Regions from separate parts of the Gossypium hirsutum genome. Here region 2 is linked to region 1. A link is a contact called in public Hi-C data. All regions are on one chromosome and are shown on one strand. The core of a region is the stretch at or near the end of the contact, and the rest is flanking DNA. Distances in the headings are between cores, read along the strand shown.

What was found. Hi-C and Micro-C count contacts between places; a contact is called where the count stands out from the background.
Region 2: a Hi-C map of leaf shows a contact between it and region 1, with 2.3 times the contacts expected there. The contact joins the enhancer-like site here to the promoter of LOC107889522 in region 1. A contact is called at or near these places in 3 of 34 Hi-C or Micro-C datasets (fibers and leaf).

What each region holds. Positions count from the first base shown.
Region 1 is chrA09:71,137,525-71,143,928 of Gossypium_hirsutum_v2.1, reverse strand. LOC107889522 (3,9-dihydroxypterocarpan 6A-monooxygenase) reads right to left here and starts at 1,553. Exons shown (of 2, transcript XM_016813965.2): 1 at 598-1,553; 2 at 1-432. The coding sequence starts at 1,506. LOC107889523 (a long non-coding RNA gene) reads left to right here and starts at 6,072. Exons shown (of 2, transcript XR_001681770.2): 1 at 6,072-6,404.
Region 2 is chrA09:71,288,194-71,294,687 of Gossypium_hirsutum_v2.1, reverse strand. No RefSeq gene overlaps it. Among protein-coding and RNA genes, the nearest start is that of LOC107890337, 4.1 kb to the right of the region's middle. Within about 2 kb of position 2,092, at least 4 of the 9 cell types and tissues checked have an H3K27ac peak or open chromatin away from gene starts, as enhancers often do. A contact at or near this core is called in fibers and leaf, where this site is marked.

The sequences.
Region 1 (6,404 bases), core at 304-2,803:
AAATGGCAACAGGCTGAAGTGTTGTCCCCTCACATCCAAAAACTGGTTCTTGCCTTGCCTCCACTCTTCACTAAGAAATCGTTCTGGTAAGAACTCAAGGGGGTTCTCCCATTGATTGGGGTCCCTACCAAGAGCCCACACATTGACAAAGAGCCTGGTACCTTCCGGAATCTCATAACCACCAATGACACAATCTTCTGTTGACTCTCTCACAACTAATGGTCCACCAGGATGAAGCCTTAATGTTTCTTTTACTATAGCTTGCAGATATGGGAGGTTTGATATGTCAGATTCTTCCAGTATTCTGTTCCTTCCAACCACAGAGTCAATCTCCGTTTGTACTTTCTCCATCACATTTGGGTGATTAATAAGCTCTGCTATTCCCCATCCTATTGTAACCGAGGATGTATCCGTCCCAGCCCCAAAAAAATTCTGAAAAATTCACGTTATGTCATCGTCTATCCTCTACTACTAACAGTTGATAATAGCAAAATATAACTAGAATGGTTAATAATTTTTCATGGTCAAACTAAAATATGGCTATGTTACGTGCATGTAAATGTTATTTGCACAAAATATGCATCTAAGTCAAATTACCATAACGAATGCTTTTACATTCTCTGCGGTCAATTTCATCTCAGCATTTTGGTCTTCTGATATTCCGATCAAAATATCAAGTACATCTTTCACAGTGTCAGCTGCAGTCGATTTATTCTTCTTTCTTGCTTCCTTGTGTTCCAATATGATTTTCTCCATCAGAATATCATATCTATCTCGAACATCCTTGAGCCTTTTCCTAAACCCTTGCAGATCTAAATTTTTACAAAACCAAAGTAAATCCGATAGATTAAACTTTGTGCCAAGTTTGTTCATCTCTTTCACTATTGTCTGCACTTCATTGGCTTCATCTTCTTTATCTGAACACCTCTTACTAAGTAGCATTCTTGATATTATGTTGTTGGTCAGCCTCATCAGTTCCACTCCAACATCAAGTGCTTCACCTGTCTTAGCTTTGTCTTGTATTAATCTTACAAATCTAGTCATCTCCTCACGTCTGACGGGAAGGAGTTGGTCCAAGGTTCGAGTCCCCAAAAGTTCAGACATGCAAAGTTTCTTCATGTACTTCCAAAGGGGACCATAAGGTGCCATGGCCATATCAGCAGTACCATATGTAAGGTAATCAAGATTGACCATTTTTGGGCGGTTTAAGAAAGTAGTTTCATGGTTTTTAAATACTTCTTTTGCGGTTTCTTGGGAAGACACAAGCAGACAAGGCTTTGATCCGATGTAGAAGTAGACCAAAGGTCCAAAGCGGTCTGAAAGTTTGTTAAGAGCTTGGTGAGGTATGGGGCCAAGGAGGTGCATGTGTCCAATAACTGGAAGGGCACGTGGGGTGGGTGGAAGATGGGGTTTTTTCCCTCGTGAGTTGCTAAGGATGGCTCGGAGAAAGAAGATGGTTATGAACCAGATAAGGAAGAGAAGAATGTATTCTTGTGAATCAACCATGTTTGAACAGTAAGAAAAATATATGCAAGTTGCAAAAACTGGGGTTTCCTGCATATTCTTATATAAGGTCCAAATACAGAGTTGTTCTATCAAAATCATTTTGCAGCAGGAGAGCAAGGGGACCACAATATATGAATGCTTCCATTGTGTAACAGCACTATTTTGCCCGGCCAACGCCCAAATTAGGCAACCTAAACAATATCCAAACAGTCCATTATACAATCCAAGTTCAAGTCCAATAAACCCAAACATATTTTACAAAAAATCAGACCCAAAATAAACATGGCTCAATGGCCCAAAATGTTAAACATTTTATCCAAATTCACTTTAAATATTTCATTAATTTTTTATCCAAATTCATCAAAAAATAGAGTTTTTTTAAAGGTAATGTTCTGCATTTGGAAATTTAAGAAGCCGTGCCCTAAGGTACTAGGTTTTGATTTTTCCTCGTTTAACCTAAATAGTGGAATATCCTTTTAGAACCAAATACATAAGTTTTAAACCAAAAACCTTATTCTCGAGAATTCGAGGTGTTGTGTCATAACTTACTAGATGTGATATTTTGTTACCTCGAGATGAGATTTTTAAAATAAATGCAATATTCTATATTTGGAAATTCGAGAAATCTTGCCCTAACTTATTGGGTTTCGATTTTTTCGCGTTCAATCTATATAACCAAATATCCAGTTTTAAATAAAATTAAAAGGCAAGCTTATCCTCAAGGGTCGAGGTAGTGTCCCAACTTACTAGATGTGACATTTTGTTATCTTGAGATGAGAAAGTCTTTGGCATACGTTTTAATTTACCCAAACGATTTTTAAGTAAATATTACCACAAAGAGGGATCGTATTTTAAACTCTCTTCAAGTTTTTAATTTTCGACACTAAGATGTTAATTAATCAACTAGGTACCAATTTTGGGCGTTACGAGGGTGTTTATCCTTTCTCGTACGTAATCGACTCCCGAACCTGTTTTTCTAAATTTTTTAGGCTAAAATCGTTGTTTTAATAAATTGAACCGTTATATTTAAAACAGCCATTTTACGAGGTGACCCGATCACACCTCATCAAAAAGGATTGGTGGCAATTCCTATTTTTTCATTTTCGAAATTAAGTCGACTTTTTTTCAAAAAATAGTTTCGACACATTGAATCACTGATATTAAGTGAGAACTTTGAAACTTGATGATAAATTACTCCTTTTTGCAGTGTTTGAATATTTACTGAAGTTGATCAAATTAATTATATTCCCTATACTCATAATCACAACAAACATACAAACATGAAGCGACTCCACAAATTTAAATTGATGGTCCCAATATTATGTTTTTATTTTATGGGAGGATGCATGTATATTTCTCCTACCATTTCTCTTGTTTTCTAATGGTCCCCATATTATGAGCTCTTCCTCCTCTCCGCCTAGCTTAATTATTATACTTATATCTTTAAATTTTCATGAAGTCACAATGGAAAATGGACCAATATGTAAACTATGGTGTCAAACATCGGCTGATGCTTTCTATCTTAATTTTTAAAAGTTGCCATTATTTGATAAAATAGGTAAATTTCTTAGTCGATATTTTTTCTACATTTATAATAATATTCATACTAATTAAATTAAGGCTCAATCCGTTATTATAATAAAGGTTTAACTTCAAGAATTGCTTCCTCTTTACATTAGAGGAATTGATAATAAAAAGTTATAATAAATTTTCTAATTATAATTAAATAATTATATAACTTACTAATTAAGTATCTAATTTATATATATTTTTATAAATACAATCATTTTAATTTTACCTAATAAAAACATATTTTTATATTAAATATTACAATTTTAAAAAAATTAACTTACAATTAAATCATCAAATTTACGTTTATTAATTATTACATCAAATTAATCAATCAAAATTTATAATAAAATATTATAATATTTATATTTTAAATGATTTATGAGTAAATGCAAATAATAAAAAAACTAAAATAGTGAAAATAATATATTTATACTCTAATGACATTACACTTCAATTTTTATATTAAATTTAAAATTAAATTTTTATGTTAATGTAGCATAATGAATGTATACAAAATTAAGATAAATCAATATATTACATAATTTAATAATATATATCAAGTACATAACGAATGTAAATAAAATGTATACTTAATATATATATAAAGATTTTAACTGAATATCAACTTAGCTGTTAAATTGCTAAAATAATTTTATTTTAACAAAATAATAAATATTAAGTTAAAGATATTTTTATCTTTTTATATAAAATTTAGAAAATATTCATACTTATTACTTATGCTGAGATTTGAACTAAAAACATTAAACATAAAGTCTCTCAACTTTACCACTTCAATTAAAATAATAATTAGTTTCATTTTAAATTCTTAATAAATGTATTACATAACTATTTTTACCCTTATAGTAAATATGTCATATAATGAGTTATTATTTCTTTGGTCGTATCTATAAATCATAATAAAAGTAGGATACAATGCTAAAGCATTGCAGATGTGTTTTGCTTAGAATCTGACATCATTTTTACCCCTTGTTTTTGCTGTTAGATGGAAAAATAAAAAATGGAAAAAAATTTTAATTTTGAATTGAATTATTAATAAATAAATTATAAAAATAATTTTTGAAAACCCCCAGCATGGAAAAGGTTCTAGTATACAGATGATTGGAGGAGCGGAGATCAAACCAGTAGCTTTCAGTGAATAATAGTATATTAATTATATTTCCACGAGAAGTAGTAGTGCATTTTTTTTATTTTTATAACTTGATTGAGTTGGTCTTTCAACTTAATCAATATTAAATTTTATTATAAAGACATATATCTGTCAATAATTTTGTAATTATTTAAATTAAAATCTTGGGGAAAAAATAAAATGCATGAGTGCTAAGGTAGGTAGACATAAAATTCTTTGAATGTAGATTCGTTCATTGATGTTAATTTATATAATTTTTTTCCATTCACAACATAGATGTTACATAATCTAATAATATTAAATTCTTTCTGTTGGGTGGCAAAATTGATTTCTTGGATTATGATGAGGCTTGCTGAATAATACTTCAATTTTCTTTTAAACAAAATTTAAAATAAAAAGTAGTTGTTCTATGAAAGGGGGCCAAAATTTATGTTTAATTATTTTTATGTAGATGTTAATTAATTTTTGTAGGATGATAAAGTGGAGAATAATTTGAAGAAAGAGCTTAATAATTGAATTATTAATATCTTCAGAACGTCTTTTTCTATCTAAATCTTTCAACTTATTTTATTACTGGATTGTTTAAATCTTCTTTGAAATCAGGTTCTTAGATTCAAACTTTAACAATAAAATTGATTTGGTCCACTTAATTTTCTCGTTAAATAAAAAAATATTATATATTAATATTTATACATTTTAAAATTAAAATTAAAGAAATATTTAAAAAAAAACATTTTCTATTGTTTGATCTTGATTGACGTTAGGTTGAATTGGCCATATTCAAATTTAAAAACTATAGTGGGTTCAATCCATGATGAGACCCATCAAGATGGTAGTAGGAAGCAAAGCAATCTACAGCAATGGTCAATGAGATTGAAAACAATATATGAAATTTCCTGGACATTTCATTGGTGAATCTAAGAAATTAGCTCAAACTAGTTTTTTTTTTACTCTGAATTAATTGTATATATATATTTAGAGTATAATATATTTAATTTAATGTTGCAGAAGTAAATTACTAAAATTAATAAAAACATTGTTGTTAATCTAAATATTTTTGTTATGCGATGTATTTTCTTTAGCTAAATATCATATTGCTTGAGAAATAAATAAAAAAAGAGGTGTTTGTGACAAAGTTGGTAAGAAGCCAAAACATTGTTATTCTTATATAAGATAATTAATTGATTCAAATCAAATTAAAGATAATGATAAATAGTAATGCAATTTGTTGAGTCTATCATAGCATTTAAATAAGAATGTGGGCAGAAATTAATTTTATAAAAATAAATATTTGAGAAATTTAGGCTATTAGTCAATTATATCAAATCATTCTAATAATTTATGAAAAAGAAATATCAGTTGAAATATGAAACTGTATGTTTCGTTGATGAAGGCCATTATTTTCATCAAAAAGTCCAGGGCTAAATGAGGAATATAACAATTCATAAGTGAAAATCTTTAAAATTTGCATATTTCACTAATTTTCTAAATAGGAACATGCTTCCATGACCTTTAATTTTTTTCTATTTGTCTCTTATAGATTAAAGTGTTTGAGGAAATTGAGAGAGAGGGAGTAGTGAAGTAAGTAACTTAGATTTTAATTACTGGACATTTTTGTAGATGAATGTGCTTGTTTCAGTTATGAATGCTTGTGATCTGTTTTGTAATCGCCTTTTCTCTTGGTTTTTGATTTAACATAGTTGTTTTCTATTTGATTGCTGAGAAAGTGAAGGAAAATAAAGGAAACTGTTGGTTTTTGTTCTTTTTTGAAAGGTTCAAGCTTGATAGGCTTCCAAAAGAAATATTTTGCTTCTCATGGTCGTTCTTCAGCCGCAAATAAGTAGGTCTAACGACTTGTTCGTGAATTTGAAAGTGTTGTTTTATTAAAATAAGAAAAAAAAGTAATTAGTAAGTGAATTAAATCAAACCTGTAAATATTCTAGTTGATTTCTTTGAGTTTTGGCTTTTGTCATTGCAAAATCAAATCTTGCGTAATATATCTATCAATTTAGTCCAACTTTATTGTTGCTTAGCTTAGCATTATGGCTGAGTTGTAAAAAGTTTGGTCTAAAAAAAAAGTGCATTTGGAAAATGTTGCTTTTAAAAATTATGGTTTGGGAATTTTAAGCTTTTAGCATTGCTGTTAACTACTGTTATGAAAAATTAAAATGTCAATTTT
Region 2 (6,494 bases), core at 843-3,342, 150 kb before region 1:
TGTATATTTTAATATAATTTATAATATAATAATAGTTATATAAATGTATTAATAGTTTTGGTAATAATTATATACTACAAGGAAGGATCCACTTAGACATGTGTAAAACTAAAGTAGTTTACATCCTTTTGTATAGTTTACATCCTTTTGTATATCTTTGTATGATTAATATTTTAATAAACCAATCATCACATTTATATTTCATTCATATAAATAATGGATGTCAAATTTGATGTAAATTAAAAATGTCTAACTACTTGTTTAATGTAAAAAAAAAATTCAACCGTTCAATAAATATTAAAAAATATATAGTATTTTAGATCAATTGATAGAGATATCGAATCCGTTCGAAAATTTATATGCATGACAAGTACAACAATATCAATAAATTCAACGATTGAATTGTTAAAATATTTATTGTACAAAGAGATACAAAAATGGTGTAAATTATTTTAGTTTTACACAGAGGTAAATGGATCCCTCCTCATATACTATTTTAGTAAATTACGAAACAGTACATATCATGTAATAGTATATAATCTATCATAATTAGCAATTAAAACTGATTCCAATCAAATTGAGCCAATCCAAGCAAATCGGTAAATTTAGTTATGATTTTGGACTAATTAATTGTTAAATGTATGTATTAATAGTTTTAAAATATATTATTACATTATGTATTACTATATCACATACTACAATATTAGTACATAATGTATTTATTATTATATTGAATGAAATATCCTCTAAGTCCCTATACACATTGTACATTTGAAAGTTAACCCTCCTACTATATTTTATAATGCTATATCATATAATATATAATATATTAATAGTATATATGTATAAGAATTAATGATTAAATATAAACGATTAATATATTAATAGTTTATATATATGGTCTTGGTTTCGGTTTTGAGATTCAAAACCGTTTAAACCAAATTAACCATAATTGCAGTTATTCTATATAAGAAAAATATATAGTAAAAACTCTACAAGTAAAGTTGGTGTGATGACAAATGTTTTATAAAATATAGTAAAATATTAAAAAAATAAATATATAAAAGAAACGAGACACATAGCAAAATTTTAAACCTACTGTGGAATTAAACAAATACACTACTAATATATCAAATACTAACCCTTAAATATAATATATATATATTTAATCCCTAATCCAACCAAACCAAAATCTAATCCCAATTAAAACTTTATTGAAAGCCTAACTTAAATAAAAATAAACCCTTTTCAAATTAAAAATTAATATAAAGATAATAATATTAATAAAATATCAAACATTAATCAATAAAAAACTAAAATTAAAATGTAAATTCTTAAATCATTAAAAATAAATTTATTAGTAATGTTTGTGATAAGTATAACATTAGTTATCATATTATTAAATTAATATATTATGTGATTATATATTTTATATTATTAGTAAATTTAAATTTTATAATATGTTTATTATAAATATATAATTATAATATTAAAAATATTTTATATTCAATTTATGTTTTTAAAAATTTATTTCATTTTATAATTTAACATAGAAATTTATTATTAATTAAGTTCGTTATTAATAATATATTAAATAATAAAATTTTAATATCTAATGCTTATCAACACATTTTCATAAAATAAACAATTATAATTTAATTTTTCATTTTAAAAAATATAATAAAATTGTATTAATTATTAATGTCTATTATGTCGATTCAACTATAAATACAGACTTTTTTAAATTTTGGGTCAAATTTATTTTAGATTTGGGTTAGATCGATTTTAGACTCAAATTCATAGAGATTCATGTTTTTTCATATTGATATCAAACTTTTTCAAATTTAAATCTATTACGGGTAGAAATTCATTTTTCATTCAAATAAACAGGGGAAGAATTTTCAGGGTCAGACCTATATTGCCAAGTATAAATATATACAACTAATTTGTGTTAATTTCCATGAGTCGTCTAAAATTACGGATGGAATTGTTAGTCAACAGAAAAAGCAACACCATTTAACTCTATCACGAATTACTAAATTTAGAAAAATCTGGAATTTCCGCAAGTAAGGGCCCAACCTATACAAACTTTAATGACAACAGTCAACTTTATCATTAAAGGCCCATATGGGGCTTTGGACCCATTTCTGTTGAAAAGTAGGGCATTACCAAAAATAGCAAACTCGGTCACCTCGCTCGCCAACCACTAACCAAAATACAAAATATAAATGCACTTCAATTTTGGAATGGGTTTGGACTTTTGGATCTACATCTTTATTTTGTTATTAAAAAGAAGAAGATATTTTTCACATTGAAGCCCCAAAAATGTCAAAGTTTGCTTTTTTGAGAGGAAAATGGTTTAGCTTCTAGACTGCCCCTTTTTACATAATTGGAGTTAAAATTTTGGTATTCACATCATTTCTAAACTTTGATTATTAGAAAAGAGAGTTACAAACTATTGTAACTTTTAAATCTTATTTAAAATATGAGTTATCTACCCGTGACCTGGATAGGTCTTACTAAATGGTTGAGTGAACAACAAAGGGGTTTCACGGACCCAACTCGCACAAACCAAGAGAAGGTCACGGTTTTAGTTCGCATGCGTTCAAGGAGCTCGCAGAAGGGAGATCATGTGCTCTGCAGGCGACCCAGGGTAAAACATGTGTCCAAAAGGCTGAAGTCCTCATGGAATGTTAATACTAGGAATAGAAAGGATAACGTGCTTCGCAGGTGACCCAGAAAGAGACACGTGTCCAGCAGGTCTAAAACTCGCACGGAGTATCAGTATTAGGAACAACAGTCAATAAAAAACAGTAGGGTCATATCATGAGTTGTAATAGCATATATAAATACCCGAATACTCCATTAATAAGACACAAGATAAAATTACTCAACTAACATTAAAATGTGGATTTAGTTGATGGCATAGAATTTAAAACACAAATAATGGACATTAATTAATGAGAAAGTGCAAAAAGTATTAGTCACTCATAAATAATGTAATAATTTATGATAAATATAATATTAGTTATCGTATAATTTGTGATAAGTATAATATTAATTATCGTATTATTAAATTTAGTGTAATCATTATATATATTCTATATTTATCAAAGTTGGTATGCATACATGAATAAGTACTGAGTACCTTAATGTCCTTAAATTATTAGGAAGACTGCCCCCAACAAATTAAGAACATTTCCCCATTAAGGTAAGCAATATTAGGCAAACCCATGCCTCTTTTCATTCTGATAACCCCTAAATTATTAAGTAGAGTCAATAAAATATGTCCATAAAGTATCAAAAATTGAAAGTGGATTCCCTCTTCATTTCAAACTTCTCTTTAATTTTTTTTATTGGAAACCTAACTATAAATATAAACAAAATAACTTATATAAAGAAAATTTTTAGTGTTTTCATCTATCGAATAGGATGGTTCCAGAATCATGATCTGCTCGGTGCAGTCCATATAATAATATTGAAATTTACTCCCTCCTAACTACAACATTAAAAGCCAAAATAAAAGAAATTTAAAATCACTTTTAAAAAAAAATTTATTGTACATAACGAATTTTTAAATAAATATATATTTATTACATATTTATAAGAAATATTGTAAATATCCTATTGATAAAAACAATAAAATACATTCTTTTAATTTCTTTATTTTTCACTCTTTTTTATTATTTATTTTATAAGATGTTATAAACACAATTTGTTAACCTTAACCATCTAAATACTTTAGGATTTTTTCTATTGTCAAAAGAATCTATAAAACCATTAGTTTATGAAATGAGAAAGAGAAGTCTCAATCTCATAACAAACCTGTTTTAGCCCTCTTGTCTTAACCATAAATGTTATTGGGATTTTGTGTCAAGTGTTTTATATGTTAAAATCGCTAAAGGAAACATGCCCTCGCATCCTCTAGTATAATTCAATGGCTTTTGCTGCTAAAACACTTAAAAATTGTCAATTATTATATGTCAATAAATTTATATAACCAGTTCATCGTATCTGGTATGCTTTCTCCACCTTCTTCTTCTTTTTTTTTTAGATTTTTGGTAAATCTATTTTAATGTTTCTTTATGAAAATTTTTATTATTTTAATATTTGATCAAAGTAGATTTTTTTTTGTTAATGTATGATATTTGAATGATTAAAAATTTCATAATTAAATTGTTGTTATTAAATATACTTGAAATCTGATTAAAATTATGATGGAAAGTGTTATTAACTTACTATCTTGATTAAAGGGAAAATTGATAAGATCTAATTGAGTCTTATTAACTTGTTATTGTTGAATGATTGAATTATACTTTTTAAATTGAATTAAAATTATAAATAATTGAATAGAGTGTCATAAGATTCTATAACATATATTTGTTATTGAAATTTGATATTATGTGCATCAGATAACTTTCAAGCATTATACGCGAAATTTTTTAATTTTTTTATAAATGATTTTACTCTAATTTATAAATGTTATTATGAAAGGAAAGTTGTTTTAGTACTTGTAGCAGTGCTTGTGATAATAGCCATGGCGATGACGATTATGTTAAATATTTTCAGGTATATTTCACTATGATTTATTTTATTATAGCATGTTTATTATAATTGGAGACTAATCATGATAAAAAAATGAACAAATAGATTTTGAATTGAAATTCATGCATGTTTGTGATGGTGATTATGAAAAAAAATAAATCATGTTTTTATACTTGAGATATGAGATTTACCCATGCAACTATTTAATTTTGAAAGATCCATTTAGATTGTGGAATAATTTAAAAGAAAGATATGACCATCGGAATATGATAAGTTTATAATTGGATGTACCAGAAGTTGTAAGATCTCCTATCTAAAACTTGTTATAATTAGATGTACCTGAAGTTGCAAGATTTTAAATTTGTGAGTGAGTATAACTCTATAGTAATTAAGATAAGTTCTCAATTCAATTAATATGGGAAGAATATTACTAATAAGAACTTGTTAGAGAATTTGTTTTAACTTTTCATGTTCCAAACATGCTCCTATAGCAACAGTATCGTGAAAAAGATTTTAAGATATATTTGGAATGTTTACTTAAGCTTGAATAAATTAACAAGCTATTAATGAAAATCATGAAGTCCATCCTACTAGATCTACTTCATTCTCTAAAGTGAATGCAACAATACATAAAAAATTTGAAACATATAATTGTGGACATGGTAGGTGAAACTATAATAATCATCAAATAGGTGATCATAATAATTATTTTCACCACCATAAGTGAAAAATAAAGATAAGAAAAAGAACAAGAATTCCCAAGAGCACCCTGTAGCGACGTAAAAAAAAAATTGGTTTGGGGTCGCTAATTGTGGCAATTTATTGAGAACTTGAAAACTGAAGTTTGATTTGTTTGAAACATAAACTGAAAAACAGAAATAAAGAGGGGAGTCGCCACCGTTCCTTTTTATAGGTATGATCGGACACCTAATAAATTTATTTTTTTTAAAAAAAGAAGGCCGAGTTTAGGTCTACGTTAAAATCAGAGAAAAAGTAGGGCTCGGGAGTCAGTTACGCGCGAGGAAGGTATGAGCACCCTCGCGACGCCCAAAATTGGTATCTTTTAAACATGTGCTGTCTTAATTTTCAAAAATGCTAGTTCAATTTAAATTCCAATCGTGATCCAATTTAAAAGACGAGAACTTTCAATTTTTGATTTTTGAGAAGGATATACCGTTTTAACACGAGCCGACAAATTCCATCCAACATAGCGATGAAATTTACGACTTAACGTTAAATCAGTGTATTGCCTCGATTAGTAATTAAAACATAAAAAATATTCATGAAATAAGAATTTGAAATAAATCAAATATGCAAACAATGACATTTTCAAATGAAAAATATTAACATAATACTAGAGCAGTAGCAAAACAATAATAATATTTAAAAGGGAAATAAAAACCAAACATAAACAAATATAAAGTACATTTAGTAATAATAATATAAGGTAATATATACATAAGATAATATGCAAAAATATAATATATGACATATATACATGATGTATGAAAATATAATGCCTAATAGACATATATATGCAATATTACTAAATATATACGTACTAGATACAAATACACATAGTGTAATTGAACATATACAATAATATTAGGAATACTATGGACAAGGAAAATACATTTATACTAATAATAGTAAAAGATATATATACACCAAATAATAATATAATAAGTAGCAATAGGGAAAATAATAAATACAAAATCAATAATGCAACATACACAAATAATACAAATAAGAAAGGTATATACATACGGATTATAAAATAAATGTATTAAAATTAATAATAAATACAATATGGGTAAAAATAAATATATACATGATATATACATAATGTGGTACTAAGAAAATATATATATATATATAAATAATAGTATTAGAAATCATATAGTATAGAGATATATAACTGATAATATTAAAATATATACATAATATTA